Linked DNA regions of Mus musculus: region 2 is linked to region 1. The links are chromatin contacts, called in public Hi-C maps. All regions are on one chromosome and are shown on one strand. Each heading gives the region's core, a stretch centred on a gene start, on an enhancer-like site or on the middle of the called end of the contact. The rest is flanking DNA. Distances are from core to core; before and after follow the strand shown.

Region 1 (6,816 bases), core at 2,775-5,274:
CACCAAAATGTTTTGGCCAGTGCTATATCTCAGTAACAAGAACAAGCTCTGACAATACTGTATGTGTTTTGTATGTTTTTAACCATTCTTTTCCTTCATCCTCCCAAATTCAACAAATCTAATCATAATTAGAATTCTTAGTTTTTGATCCATATAGGTTGTGATAAAGCAATTTATATTTTTATGGAAGGTAACTCTTTAGAATGAGAATGTTGGGATTTTCTTCATTATCTCTCTCCCCCTCTATAGGAGGCCTTTGATGCTCCTATTCAGTGTAAAGGATTACTTCACTGTCAATCAAGGCCAACTCTTTTGAAAACCTACTAACAGTTGAGAAGGAGATGGGCTTATATAACAGCTCTTTGGACTTCAGTTAGATAAAAGGAGGAACTTTCAGGCAAAACTCAAAAACAGTGGGAGTTCACTGCCAGTCCAGGGATAGAAGGCCTTTCTTGGAGAAGTCAAAGCCTAGAAAGTCACTGATCTGGAACAGTCTGGAGTAAGTCTTCTTTGGGAAGCTTTCACCCTTGAATGATCTGCCAGCCTCACTTTGGATCTGTGTTTCTATGAATGATCCTGGGACATTCCAAGAATCTTACCCTTTGTCTCCTGTGACTCTACCTGAGGCTCTTTCTCCTCCTCCTCATATCCTGAAGAAAGAATCTGAGGGGCAGTTGTGGAATTTTGACCACCAAGACCTTGGCAAAAGCAAAAATAAAAGAGAAGTAGTCAGCCAGCTTTTACATTGTGTGCTTTCAGTGTGACTTCATTACTGGAGAGAGAAAGCAAGCCGAGGTCATGGGTCTTCTGTTTCTCGGCCACACTGCAAAACCATTGTGTGGAGGAGGAGACTTGGAGCTTCCTAGAAATAGTGAATGCTGACCCAGGATCTTAGAAGTCTGAGAGGTGTCCAGTAAGCAGTATTACACACACACACACACACACACACACACACACACACACACACACACACACACAGAGAGAGAGAGAGAGAGAGAGAGAGAAAGAGAGAGACAGACAGAAACACAGAGACACAGAAACACACAGAGAGAACAAATACACAGAAACCAGCCCTGTGTTCTCTCCTGGTACCTCCCCCCAGTGGAAGGCAAGGACAGTGACATAGCCTGAGATCCTTCCAACCTTGTGCCCAGCAAGGATACAACCTATTTTATAAGTTGTTGTTATTGCTACTGTGACCACTGTCCTCTCTGCTACCTGACCTAGAAACCCTGGGCTCTTCCCTTTAGTCTGTTTCCAAACTACTTACTAATTCTGGATAACTCCAAATATTTTAAAATTTTATTTCTAATGGCTTTGTCTCTGTTCTCCTTCGGGCTTTCCAGTTCATTCCAGCCACAGCATCTTCGATGCTCTCTGTTCCTCTACTCTTCGTCCTTCCTCCATGGTGTGGCTGGAGTTGCCTTCAAATGTGCACGTTGTGACATTTCCTTGATTTAGATCCTCTTTTTCACTTGGGATAAAACAAATTCCTTGCCACCAGTGTGCATAGCCCTGCTCTGTCTGAGAGGACGACAGCCATTGCCCAATGCCACTTTTCTGCCTTGCCTACTCTATTGAGTTGCAGTGATTTCTGGTCTTGCTGGGATGGACATTTTTAATTCCTTAGAACCTTTGCAGAAGACTTCTTGTGCCAATTTCAGACTCTCCTGGGATCTAGTTCTTCTCACTTCGGGCTTCAACTGTTTTCACTTCTTCAAGGAGGCCTTAGCAGTAGGCACCCATATGAAGCATCTTTCTTATTCTTTGTCATGTTTATTCATAACATGATACATTTTATGACTGCTTTATTTCTTTGTTGTTCCCTTGTGTTTTGTCACATTCTCTTACTGTCACGTGACGAACCTTTTTTTTTTTGGTTCATTCACCAGCCTGCCCATAGCTCCTGCTTCAGAGCTTTTTGTATCTTTTATGCTTAGGAAATTCTCACGGTTTGACTGATACATGAATGGGGAGATGGGTTTGTTTCTCACTTTTCCACAGATACTTAGTAAATAACTCCTGTGGACAGGACCTAGCACAGAGTCCCTAAAGAGGAGCAGGAACAGAGTGATAATTGCCAGACATAGAAGTATTTTAATTTTTCCAGAAATACTGGACTGATTTTACTTTTCAGAGACAGCTCTGTAATTGTATAACTTTTTTTTTCTTTTCCACATTGACTGCTATAAAATTAGAGCCAAATTCGTGGCCCATACATCTTTTGGGTAGGCAATGCAGCCTCGTTCTTGGATCTGTTTCACGTCCCTGTCCTCATTTTTCTTCTCCTTTTGTTCCTATTTTAAATTTATGCCATCTTATATTTCATATGTCCTCATAGCTGCCTTAAGTTCTCTCTAAAGTACGGCAAGGTGTCAATCAATGAATATGTGGAAAGGTGAAGAGAAGCCCCTGAAGTGTAAAGCCGGCGAGTGCCTCCTACCTCACAGAGGGAACAGTTCTTTGGGAAGCTCTGGAAGCCCCAGGGAGCCGGTGGGGAGAGAGGTAGGAGACAGCTCCAGCAAGACCCAGACTCCTCATCGGCACAGGAAATATGCCTTTGGCTGAGATTATTTAAGAAGAACTTAATTTTGGTAACTGGTTATTTTGCTTGTTTGGGCTGCATAGTGGGGCTCTAGATGTCACGCTGGGTTTTCCCATTATCTTTTTTCCTTTAGAAGTACCATATAATTTTCAAAATAATCAGTAGTCACCCATTCTGCTGCCTGACAGATACATATACATATATTCTAAGTGCAAGCCTTCATCCCCTGCACCAAATGGAAGCAGAAGAGTCTTTGTCTTAGGCGGTGATCTATCCTCTGGGCCCAGAACTGTTCTCCGTTATCTTGGTTGAATTAATGAATGAAGTAGCCTGGTTTCTCAAGTGAGAACAGCTTTCATTTCTTATTGTCGTTCACCCTGCAGTCCTGTCTGGTTTTATAATATTCTGTATTATTATATTCTGTAATAATGTTCTTGAAGGTGTTAATTACATTGATAAAACTGGAGCTGGTTCTTCCAAAGTCAATCGTTTGCGACTGAAACAGTGCTCTCCGTGTGACCCTTACACAGCTCTTCAGTAACCTCTGTCCTCGAGCCTCCCAGAGCCATCTGGAAATCATTCTAACCAACATCCCTTCTATATAATAGATCACTGTTTCCCTTTCTAATAGGGCTCTGGATCCCCAGAGCCCATAGCCAGCGCTGAGATGGGTTCCTTATCTCTGTTTCTTCGTTAAGAATGTGCACATATTTGGTTGCCAATGCTACAGTCCTCCACAGTGCTGCTCGTTGCAACAAAGGAAAGTGTTTGCCAAATGACTTGTCAGCATATGTTCTAGAACTGCACAGGCATACTGTTTGTAACTGGAAAATACCGATGCTGCTTAGTGAAAGATTAAGGACCAAGAAAGAGTGCATAGCTTTATTTAAAGGCACTTAGAAGTTCGGGTACAAACACAAGGGTGGGGTGGGAAGAAAAGAGAGAGGTTGTGGAGAGAATAGAAAGTAAGTAGATTGCAGGCAGTATACAATAAGATTCTGGAACCAAGGAAACCCGGTCCAGATTGCACTGCTGATGATGCATCTTGCACATCCCTAGCTAGCGTCCTCCCAGGTGATAACCTGTACAAGCCCACTGGTGATCTGTATCAGCTCTGTGGAAGAGAAGCATCCTTGAACTTTCCAAGGTCATGGCTCGAGCAAGCAACCCTCACACCCACTGAACCCCTAGATGGGCTGTGGAGTCAGAGGTGCTGGTGCTTGGCAAGGAAGATGCTGAGCCCTGAGATTGTCGCTTGTGCACTCAGCAGCTGACCATCCTGGTAGCCCCTGGGGTGAGCGGTTCATAAGCCTGGCCCCTTCTCTGCAGCAAAGGAACATCTGACTTCTTGATGTTCTCCAGACAATTTCCTAATTAGGAAACTCTGGCAGATCTCAAAGAGCAAACCAAACATGACTCTACAGTACAGGAGGAGCTGTACTGTGTACACAGAACACAGGCAGAACTATTCCTTGTCCTTGTATCCAATGCTGAATGAAGCTGACAGTACCAAGGTGGGTAGTGAGTGACATGGGGACACCTCTTATACTCACCCCTAAAACCAAAAATGGTGAGCAGCACTTGGGTTTGTTTTCATTAAAAGGCCAATTCTCATAGTAAAACCAAATACTGACCTAGTTTAGGCTTGCCTCATCTACCGTTCCTTGGACAATGTCAGCAAGTCAATGTGTTTATAGGACAGACATGGGTTCTGCTTAGGAGAAGAGGTTTCTGACAATTGCAATTCATATCGCCCTGGCAAATGTATATTGCAGTGTGCTGCATTCCTTTGTCATACCACAGAAACAACCCCACATTCAGTTCCTTGGAATGTTTCTAAATGTTTCTAAACTCAAGAATTTACAGTTGGGAGATCACGGCAGGGTATGGCAGTTTGATGGTTGTGACTTTGAGGATACCTGTCTGGGAACTAAGATATCGGACTAACAGAGAAAATAGTAACTGAAGAGCTTGTCCTGTCACACATGAGGCTGCTGGCTTCGGGCTCTTCTGCTTTACATTACAGTTTTCTCTGGATGGAAAGCAGCCTTCTCCCTCCCCCAAGTCATGTCGACAGGAAGAGATTTTACATTAAAAAGAGATTCCTCAGGAAATGAAGAGAATGTGGAGTTGGGTTGAAAATTTCCAAATGGTTTTTGAGTCAAGTGATTTTTGTCTTTCTGTCTGGTTGGCAAGGTGACCTCCCCCACAGCCCCACTCAAGCTGAGAGGAAGTCCACGCTGAGGACATGTAAGGCAGCCAGCAGCAACAAGGGCAGCAGAAAAGCCATCATGAGCATGAAATGTGGCTCATTACCAACCCAGGTGTACATCCTGGGCAATTGGCGATGCAGTTCTAGCAGATGAGAGATGAGAAGCAAACTTTGCCGTGGTTAGTGTCACAGCTTTCTCTGGCTAGCATTTGATTACAGCCGTGTATGTTCTTTTAAAGAAGCTAAAAAAACAAAACAAAACATGAGCTCGGGAGGAAGTGGAGTGGCAGGTCTCCTGCTGTCTACAGATTGTTTTAATCATGTTACATGGAAAGATGTGATGTTTTCTGAGAAAATTTGTCAAAACTAATAAGGCAATTTTTAAACCTATAACAACTCCTTCCCTTAGGGAATTCATGTAATTACTGGGGGCAACTCAGGTTGGCTCTGGATTTTCATGCTTTCTTTCTCCATTGCCTTCAAGTTCTACTTGGTGCTATCATAATATATGGTGTGATCTCAGAATTCAAACGGCCAGGGCAAGCGGAATGCTTTGAATTTGAGGACAACCTGGGCTACATAGCAAGACACTGTCTCCCTACCACCAACAAGCCTACTGGGAATGAACTATGACACCAAGCTATCCCTCCCAATGTAGTCCTGTAGATGTGTAAATAAATGTAGCATCATATCTTCTGGGGATAAAAATGTTGTTTTAATAGCTAGATGTGTTTGCATGGAGGCAGTCTCCATACAACAGTCTACAAGATGTCACACTCTAAGGATGTAGGAAACAAAGTTGGATATAATGTGGGTAAGGCTTTCATGGGGTGTCTTAGGTCTATAAAGATGCTAAAACAGAACTAAGAGGACTTTCAGGGATAAAGGACTCAGGCCCTACACAGACTACTATGTGATATGACTCTAAAGCAAAGTAAGAAACATCAACCCATGAGTATTGAGCCAAATCCTCCAACCTACGTGTGTGTGTGTGTGTATGTGTGTGTGTGTGTGTGTGTGTGTGTGTGTGTAACATACGTATGTGTACTTGTGTGTGGAGGCCAAAGGTCAACTTCAGAGGTTGTTTCTCAGCAGCCATCTGCCCTGGTTTTAAGCTATGCTTGTTGGCCAGTTAGTATCTGTTTCTATCTCCCCAGCTCTGGGATTTAAAGTATGAACTACTAAACCTGAATGTTTTCACATGGGTTCTGGTGCTCAAACATCTGTTCCCATGTATACAATGATGCAAATACTTCATTGCCTGAGCTATCTACCAAGTCTCTCAATGCTATTTTTTTCTTCTAAATAAAGCTCTACTGAAACATCCCTCCCATATGGTTTGTTTCTGCTTACATGTTGTAGCAGTAAAGTTGAGTAGTTATGATAAACACTATATGACCTGTCTGGCCTTTTTTAGACTTCTGAACCCTTGATCTAAAGCAGTGGTTCTCAGTCTATGGCTCATGAACCCTTTAGCAACCCTCTTGCTCCAGAACTACTTACATTGCATTTCATACCAGGAGTAAAATTACAGCTATGAAGTAGCATCAAACATAATTATATGATTGGGGATCACCACAACATGAGGAGCTATACTAAAGGGTCACAACATTAGAAAGGTTGAGAACCACTAGTGTAAAGGAATAATGTTTAACTTGCCACCATTTTCTGGGAAATCCATTGATGGCCTTTAGTGATATGAGTTTCCTGAAGTTCCGTGTAGACTATGTGTGTAGATGTGCGTGTCTTAGTGAAATTTTCTAGAGAGGATCATGGATTATAACATGGATTATAACAGTCCTTACAGAATGTCTGTGATCCTAAGATGAAGATGGTTCCCTTAAAAGGATATGTAGACTTTACTTCCATTTACACTCTTGCCTTGAGCTTTCTCTTGCCTCCTTTCTTTATCCTAAATGTCTTAGTATCAACCTGTTAAGTAATTGGTTGGAAAAATGAATTCAATCTGAAGCACTACATCTCAGGTCTGTCACGAAAGTGTTTTCTTCCGTGCATACAGTTTTATTTGAACCAGGCTGTCCATGCCTGAACCTAAAGG
Region 2 (6,816 bases), core at 3,038-5,537, 97 kb before region 1:
TGATGGTACTCGCACATGCTGACTGCTGTTCAGGGGATTTTTACCCTTTTGACAGCATCCACATTTGTCACTAGCACATTCCACAAATAAATGTACCCCTGGCGAGGCTGCACTTGCACACTCTGTTCTTCATCGCTGTTATAGGAAGCTCTTTATGGACACATCTCTGAGGCCTTCTGAGGTCTTCCGCACAGCAGGAGAGAGGCTTCACTTGACTTAAAAAGCCACAGATTTATAGAAGGGAAAAAATAGAAAAGTCAAACTAAATAATTTAGGGACTTTATATAGGTTAAGGTGAGGGGAGATGCACAGTGTTTGCTATACCTGGTCCAGATTTGATGTTAAAAAAAAAAAAAAAAGAAAAGAAAAAGAAACTCTCAAGCAACAAGGGCATATTTCTCAATTTTAGATCCTTTTTGATTTCTGCTTATAGAATGAACATATGTTCATTACAGGAACTATATTTCAGAAGCAGAAAGGAGAAAAAAATTTAAATCTTACATCAGTTCATCCTAGGGTGTGGTGTGTGTCTTTCCTAATCAGAGCTACTCTGCCTTGGTTTTGGCTTTCCACTTCATGTTTCAGCAGAGACCCCCATGCTGACAAATGTGTATGAAGATTTCTTCACGCTCCGTTAGTAATCACATTGCCTGGAGAGACTAGGAGGGAACATAAATCAAAGACCACAAATGCAAAGGTACAGCACCACAAAGTTGCCTGCTGTCTGCAGACAGCTGATGGCAAGAGTTTGTCTTCCTTCCTTACTAAACTTCATCTTCCTAATCAAGAGAAAGTAACTGATGAGTATATAGAGAAGATCTTATAAGCTGCAGGACATTTACACCTGTCTGGCAGGAATGCATCAGTAGGGTCCAGGTTCATGAAAACGTGCTCTTATAAAATATGCACGGAGAAAGCACTCCTGCAGCCTGATTTGTGGGGTGTGCTAGGGCTCATGCCTGTGTTGTGTGATACTATTCCTGGGGAGACATAAATAAATGTCTACTCACCAGAGTCATTGGAAGCTAACGACAGATCAAAGGATGGATACCAACAAAGTCCAATTTGGTGAACAAGTGAGTTCTATTGGATTTACTTAGAGGGAATATGGGTAAGGGGTTACATCCAGGAACAGAAATGACTCAAATAAAGCTCCATCACCAAAAGCCCACCCTACCATGGGTGACAACTCATGAGTTCTGGAAACCTGGGCCACAGTACATAGCTTGCAGGCATTTCAACAAGCTAGAGAGTGTCCTTTCTAGATGTGATTTGCTTTCAGGCAGCTCAGCTTGACTAAGAGCATTTCCCAGCATTTACTTCTTTAGCTTCCCTGCAAGATACACTGTATCACCTTCATTTAGACCAGCCTGTGTTTCACCTCCTTTTTAACATCTTAAGGTTAATTCCCTCCAAGATGGAAGGTTTTAATCTGGAGGAAACTATGTGACAATGTGGCTTATTCCAATAACTCATGAGGTTCATTCACATCACTCTTGCATCTCCTCTTTGTCTAAACAACAAACCTTTCGTAGACTCATATTCTCAAGGATGTCACTATTGCTAATCCTTTATCAGCTACATTTATCTAGGAGCAAAACCTGGGACGGGGCACCTTCCAGTAGCTCCTGTAGCTACTTTTGGGGAATAAATAGCAGGTTTCATTTCCTCTGGACATCTGCTGTCCATCTCCTGGAAACTTACACAGCACTGATGCTCTTACTGTGTTGCCCTAAAAAGTTTTGCAGTTAAAATACATGTAGACACCATTCATAATTACAGCATCAATGCTGTTCCCCATGACCTTTTCCTACGGGGCAGACATGAGAGTACAGTAACTCTTCGAGAGGATCCAGTGAGCATCTTGCCCTGAGAAGTTTCCATTACTATCCTATCCTGACCCTCCCCCTGCCAAAAAACAAACAAACAAACAAACAAACAAACCAAAACCCCAAAAACCTGAAGCTATTGCCTTATTAGTTTTATGATTTAATATGTGCATGCCTCTATTTCAACCCTGATCACCCCACGCTCCCACCTTCTCCTACTCTGTATTCCCCATATACCATTCTTAGGTATGGGGCACTCACTGGATCCTGCTAGATCCACCAGAGGGCATACCCTTAAAGAAAATTGGTTCTCTCTCTCCCCCTGGATGCCACCGAGTGTCAGTAGCTCCCCAGTTAAGGGTGAGGAGATCAGGCAGCCCTCCCTTCTGCACATTGGTTGGAATATTGATGGCTTGATCTTGTGCAGACAACTTCAGCTTCTGTGCATTCGTGAGTGCAGTGGTTCTGTTATGATCAGAAGACAACATCACTCTATACGCCATGGCTTATTCTCTACAACTGCCACCAAAGACGATAGTGGGTGGTCACCACTTACCTCAGTCCTTATTTAGTGTCTGAATTTCAGAACACTTTGCGTGTATATGTTTAAGTGTGTGCAGGTGCTCTGCTCTCTCGGGGGTTATCCACTTAGTCGTCGTTAGGGTTTTGTTTTGTTTTGTTTTGAGATGGGGCCTTTCATTGGTCTGGAGCTCACCAAGTAGGCTAGACCAGCAGAACAGTGAGCCCCAAAGATCTTCCTGTTTCCACATCCCCAGCTCTGAGTTTACATGTGTTTTCCACCATGCCTAGCTTTTGTTTTCTTTCTGTTTTGAAATGTGGGTTCTGAGGCTCAAACGCAGGCTTCATACTTGAAGAAGAAGCATGCCACCAGCTGATCTCTCACCATAGCCCTCTGGCTCTCAGAGCATTTTTATAAGGGAAGGAAGGATGGTGAGGTGGGCGAGGCAGGGCAGGATAAGGCAGGATTCAGCAGATATATCTGGTATTGATTTTGATTCTTTGATCACAGTACATAAATATTTGTCTTAATTGCTGAATTTATTCTCTGTAAATTGTGCTCCTGAGGCAAAGGCCTTACATGCCTCTCCTTAGAACCAAACTAAACTTCGTTGTCTTATTGGTGAACGTGGACAGCTTGTTCTGATGAAGAAGGGGGTGTCTGAGTTGCATCTGGCTATTCCTTTGATTTTGATAGATAGGTATCTTGCCCCCCGCCCCCCATTTGCTGGGTTATCCCAGGTGGAGATGGCTTCTCTTCATTCAACTTCAATGGCCCAGATATAAAATGCTAAGCCAGAAGATGACCATCTTCTTCTCAGTGATGACAAATTGTCTTCTTTTGACTTGCAGGAGTATCCAGAGTATACAAACCTACATATGTGCCTAAGCAAAGAAGACAGGGCCCTTCTGTCATTTGGGTTTGGTTGAGAACAGATGTCAACACATGATTTGTATGTCATGAATGTGTAAGGGATGGCTTAGTGGGTGGTGGAGAGAGTTCAGGGGAAGTGCTATTTGAGCGGATGTATCAATGACTAGTGGACACCATAGTCTTGCCTGTTAGAACAACATCCTTGTTTTCCATCTCTAATCTTGCATCAGTCCTGAGTTTGTGCCAGTTACAACCACTGCACATGACCTGACTCATCCTTCAACCATGCTATAAGATAAAGTCTTCTGTTACATCTTTATTTATTTATTTATTTATTTATTTTTAAGGGATTGATAAGAGGGCAGGTAATGGTGGTACATGACTTTAATCCCAGTACTCAAAAGCCAGAGGCAGGCCAGTATTTGTGAGTTAAAGACCAGTGTGTTCTACATAGTCCAGCCAGGGCTACATAGTAAGACACTCCCACACCCATCTATCGATCTATCTATCTATCTATCTATCTGTCTGTCTGTCTGTCTGTCTGTCTGTCTGTCTGTCTGTCTGCATATAGATACATACATTTATATGCATACATTTATATTAGACACATATATTGATAAGCACACAAGTTTAACAAATTTTGAGAGATCATTAATACACAGTGGAAGAAGAGTTTAAATGTTTAAATTTAATGTGAAAATCTCTCATCTTTGCATCTCCTCCCGATGTCTGTGAAGTGTCCCCTGCCTCCTAACTTCAGGGACCAGAGTGAGCGGAAGAGCTTTTAGGGGCTGGGCCAGCCAAAGAGTTCTCCCCAGAGGGCAAGGAAGCAGGAGAAAAGAGAAAGTGGCCTCAGCTGGTGCCAGAGAGGATGGGACTGGCTGGGGGAGGGCGGGGAGCTCGCCGAGAGGGGAGGGACCAGCAGGCGGGGAGCGAGCTGCAGAGGGAAGGGAGGAGGGGAAACGTGCTCTCCCGAACCAGGCGGGACAGCTAGGCGGAGACCGCCCGGCTGACGACCGCACCAGCCCAGTCCACCCGCCCTCCCGGCGGCTGCAGCGCGGACACATTCAACCGACAGCGCTGCGTGCGGGAAGCGCCCGGCCATGTTCAGCCGGAGCTCGCGGAAAAGACTGTCCCGCCGCTCGGTGAGTGTCCTCCACCCGAGCGGAGCCGCCCGCCCGGTCCCCACCGCCGGCAGCCAGCGCCCGGGCCCAGCCCCTCTCCACCCCGCGGCCGCGCACCTGTGGCCCCAGGTAAGCTGGCCCCGCGGGCGCGCGAGGGGCTGGGCCCTACCCCAGGCCGGGCGACAGTGCCACCAGGGACCTGGACCCTAAATGCCATAGTTCAGGGCACCGCGGGTGAACCTTTTTCTTTTCCTCTTCTCGTAAGGAATATGGGAACCCCAGCTGAGAAACAGGACCTGGGACTGGCTTTTGGGCGTCCCAGCTACCCTCTTCTAGGGAACCCTGGCTTAGTCCAGGACAGCCACCAGGTGGTCCCCGCAACTCCAGGGAACGGAAAGGTCTTGCTTTTGTTTCTTAGAAACCGGTGACCAAGGTGTCTGGGGGAGACAAAGCCCCAGCCAAGCCATTTCTTGGTGGTTTGGTGCCCATGCTCTCTATATAGACAGCCCACCTGGAATCACATGCCCTTCTCCAGGTGGGAGAATCTGGTCCCAAGTCCCCAACATCAGAAAACAGTTGAGTCCAATCACAGAGGCGGGGTGGGAGGGGCAGGCCTTCCTGCCTAGGATACAAGTGGGGCTTTGAGGGGAGCCCTGGTGGTGGACACGCTTGTGTTGTCTTTTTGTTTTGAAGTTGACTGGACTGGGTCGGATTGAGAGAGGCCAGCCATGTAACGCCTGTGGTGACCAGTGTCCCGGGTTCGCCTTGCACAAATGGAGGTAGGATGGTCTTAAACACACAACACTAGGGAAGAAAAATAAATACACTTTCCCCCTTTTAAGTCTATCCTGTAAGTCACATGGAAAGAATGCAAACACTGTTCCTTTAAGAGCCCAGCTACATCTGCTACAAATATTGAAGGTGGAAGTGGTGGCCAGACACTGGAGGATGCAGGAGATGCATTTTCCTGATGCCAGAGCTTTAAGTGGGAAGTCTCTAGGTAACTCTGCCCCAAACAATTCAAACCCGGAGCATGGCGGTGTTGCTAGGCTCCGTGGTGCAGTGGGTGGAGGATTGCCTAGACGAACTGGTGTTCTCCGATTGTGCTTTCAGTTCAGTCCTTGTAACTCTGGGTCCCAACCACAAATCCACCACTGCCTGCCTGTGCTGTGTCAACCTCTTCCCGTAGCCAGATGTTTCTTATTAATGTGCCTCGAATGTTGATTTTCAGGCAGCCTCAGCTGGCTTGCAATGATTTTGTTTGGGAGTGGAGGGATCCGGGTACCCTCCCACTGCATCTGACTGGTAGGGCGGTGATTGAGGGAAGTTGGGGTGTGGGTTTACAGACTCCGCTTGGTGATATAAAGGTGAGTTCCCTCCCTGTCATCTTGATGAAAAGGAAAAAGTGAGTACAGTGGACAGTTGGCCAGCATCATTCTTGGATTAAAGCATCCTTCCTCCCACTCGCAGGGTCCTTTGAAGGAGACTGTTTTGGATACAACAGAGAAAAGTTATTTGTGACCCCCTACCCCTAACCACCACCACCTCTGCACATCTCTAGTTTCCTATAGCACTGGTGCATGCTGGGCATTCCATGATAAGGAAGGAAACCCCCAGCTGGTTTCTTCAGAGATGAAGTGCTTTTGTTCCCACCTCAGATGAGCCTGGCAGGCTCTCTGCCTTTGTTTCAGGGCAATGAGCACAGACTTGGGGCTTTCAAGCATTTAATGACTAGTGTGACAGAGTCCAGGCAGGCAACATTATAAATATGTGATTGGATATAAGCGTCTGTCAATAGAGTCAGTGCTGTCTTCAAGGTGATATGCTCTGGGCAGGCCCTCGGGTGTCTCAGGTATGAAAGTGGCTTACACATGGGCGTGGATATTGAAACCTTTTTGTAAGCTAAATTCAGTGTGAAAGAATAGCTCATGGCTTCTCTTGATCCATCTGGCAATGTAATGGAAGTGATGAGCAGGGTAGGTGGTTTGCAGTCTCCCTGTCTTCTTTGCCTGTGGATCACCTTCTGACCAGAGGCCAGTTGGCAAGTGGCTCAGTGAGGGTATATAGCTGTGTGACCACTGAATGTTCAGTCCCGAAGAGTCTACAGTTCCCAATTTCTCTACTGTTATACAGGAGTGACAAGGACACTTACCTGGGTTAAAGTGCAGTGTTGAAAGAATTATTTCCAGGCCCAGAGTAAATGTGCACTAATTTTGTTGGTCCCAGCTTCCTTCCAAGGGCTGCACAGGAGGAGATATAACTCACTTATTTGAGGATGCTGGATTGATTACCGGGGTTCTTTTGACCGTCGTGGTCATAGCTTCTTAGAACTTTACATCATTTTAACCCAGCTGATTTTTTGATGGGAAAACAAGGGTTTTATTTTCAGCCCATGAAGGAAAAGAGACCTTTTCATCAAACTGAGGGATTTTTCACATGGAAGTAATTTCCCCACTAGCACCAGCAAAAA

What was found. Hi-C and Micro-C count contacts between places; a contact is called where the count stands out from the background.
Region 2: a contact with region 1 is called in a Hi-C map of forebrain, with 2.0 times the contacts expected there. The contact joins the promoter of Prickle2 here to the enhancer-like site in region 1. A contact is called at or near these places in 3 of 39 promoter capture datasets (the 3T3-L1 cell line, cranial neural crest and embryonic stem cells) and 4 of 484 Hi-C or Micro-C datasets (cerebral cortex, cortical neurons, forebrain and 1 more).

Annotation. Positions count from the first base shown.
Region 1 is chr6:92,606,344-92,613,159 of GRCm38.p6, reverse strand. The region is part of intron 2 of Prickle2 (prickle planar cell polarity protein 2); the gene reads left to right. Among named protein-coding and RNA genes, the nearest start is that of Prickle2, 96 kb to the left of the region's middle. Within about 2 kb of position 4,024, at least 52 of the 459 cell types and tissues checked have an H3K27ac peak or open chromatin away from gene starts, as enhancers often do. A contact at or near this core is called in cortical neurons and forebrain, where this site is marked.
Region 2 is chr6:92,703,655-92,710,470 of GRCm38.p6, reverse strand. It overlaps Prickle2 (prickle planar cell polarity protein 2), which reads left to right and starts at 4,287. Exons shown (of 9, transcript NM_001081146.2): 1 at 4,287-4,367; 2 at 5,040-5,125. The coding sequence starts at 4,326.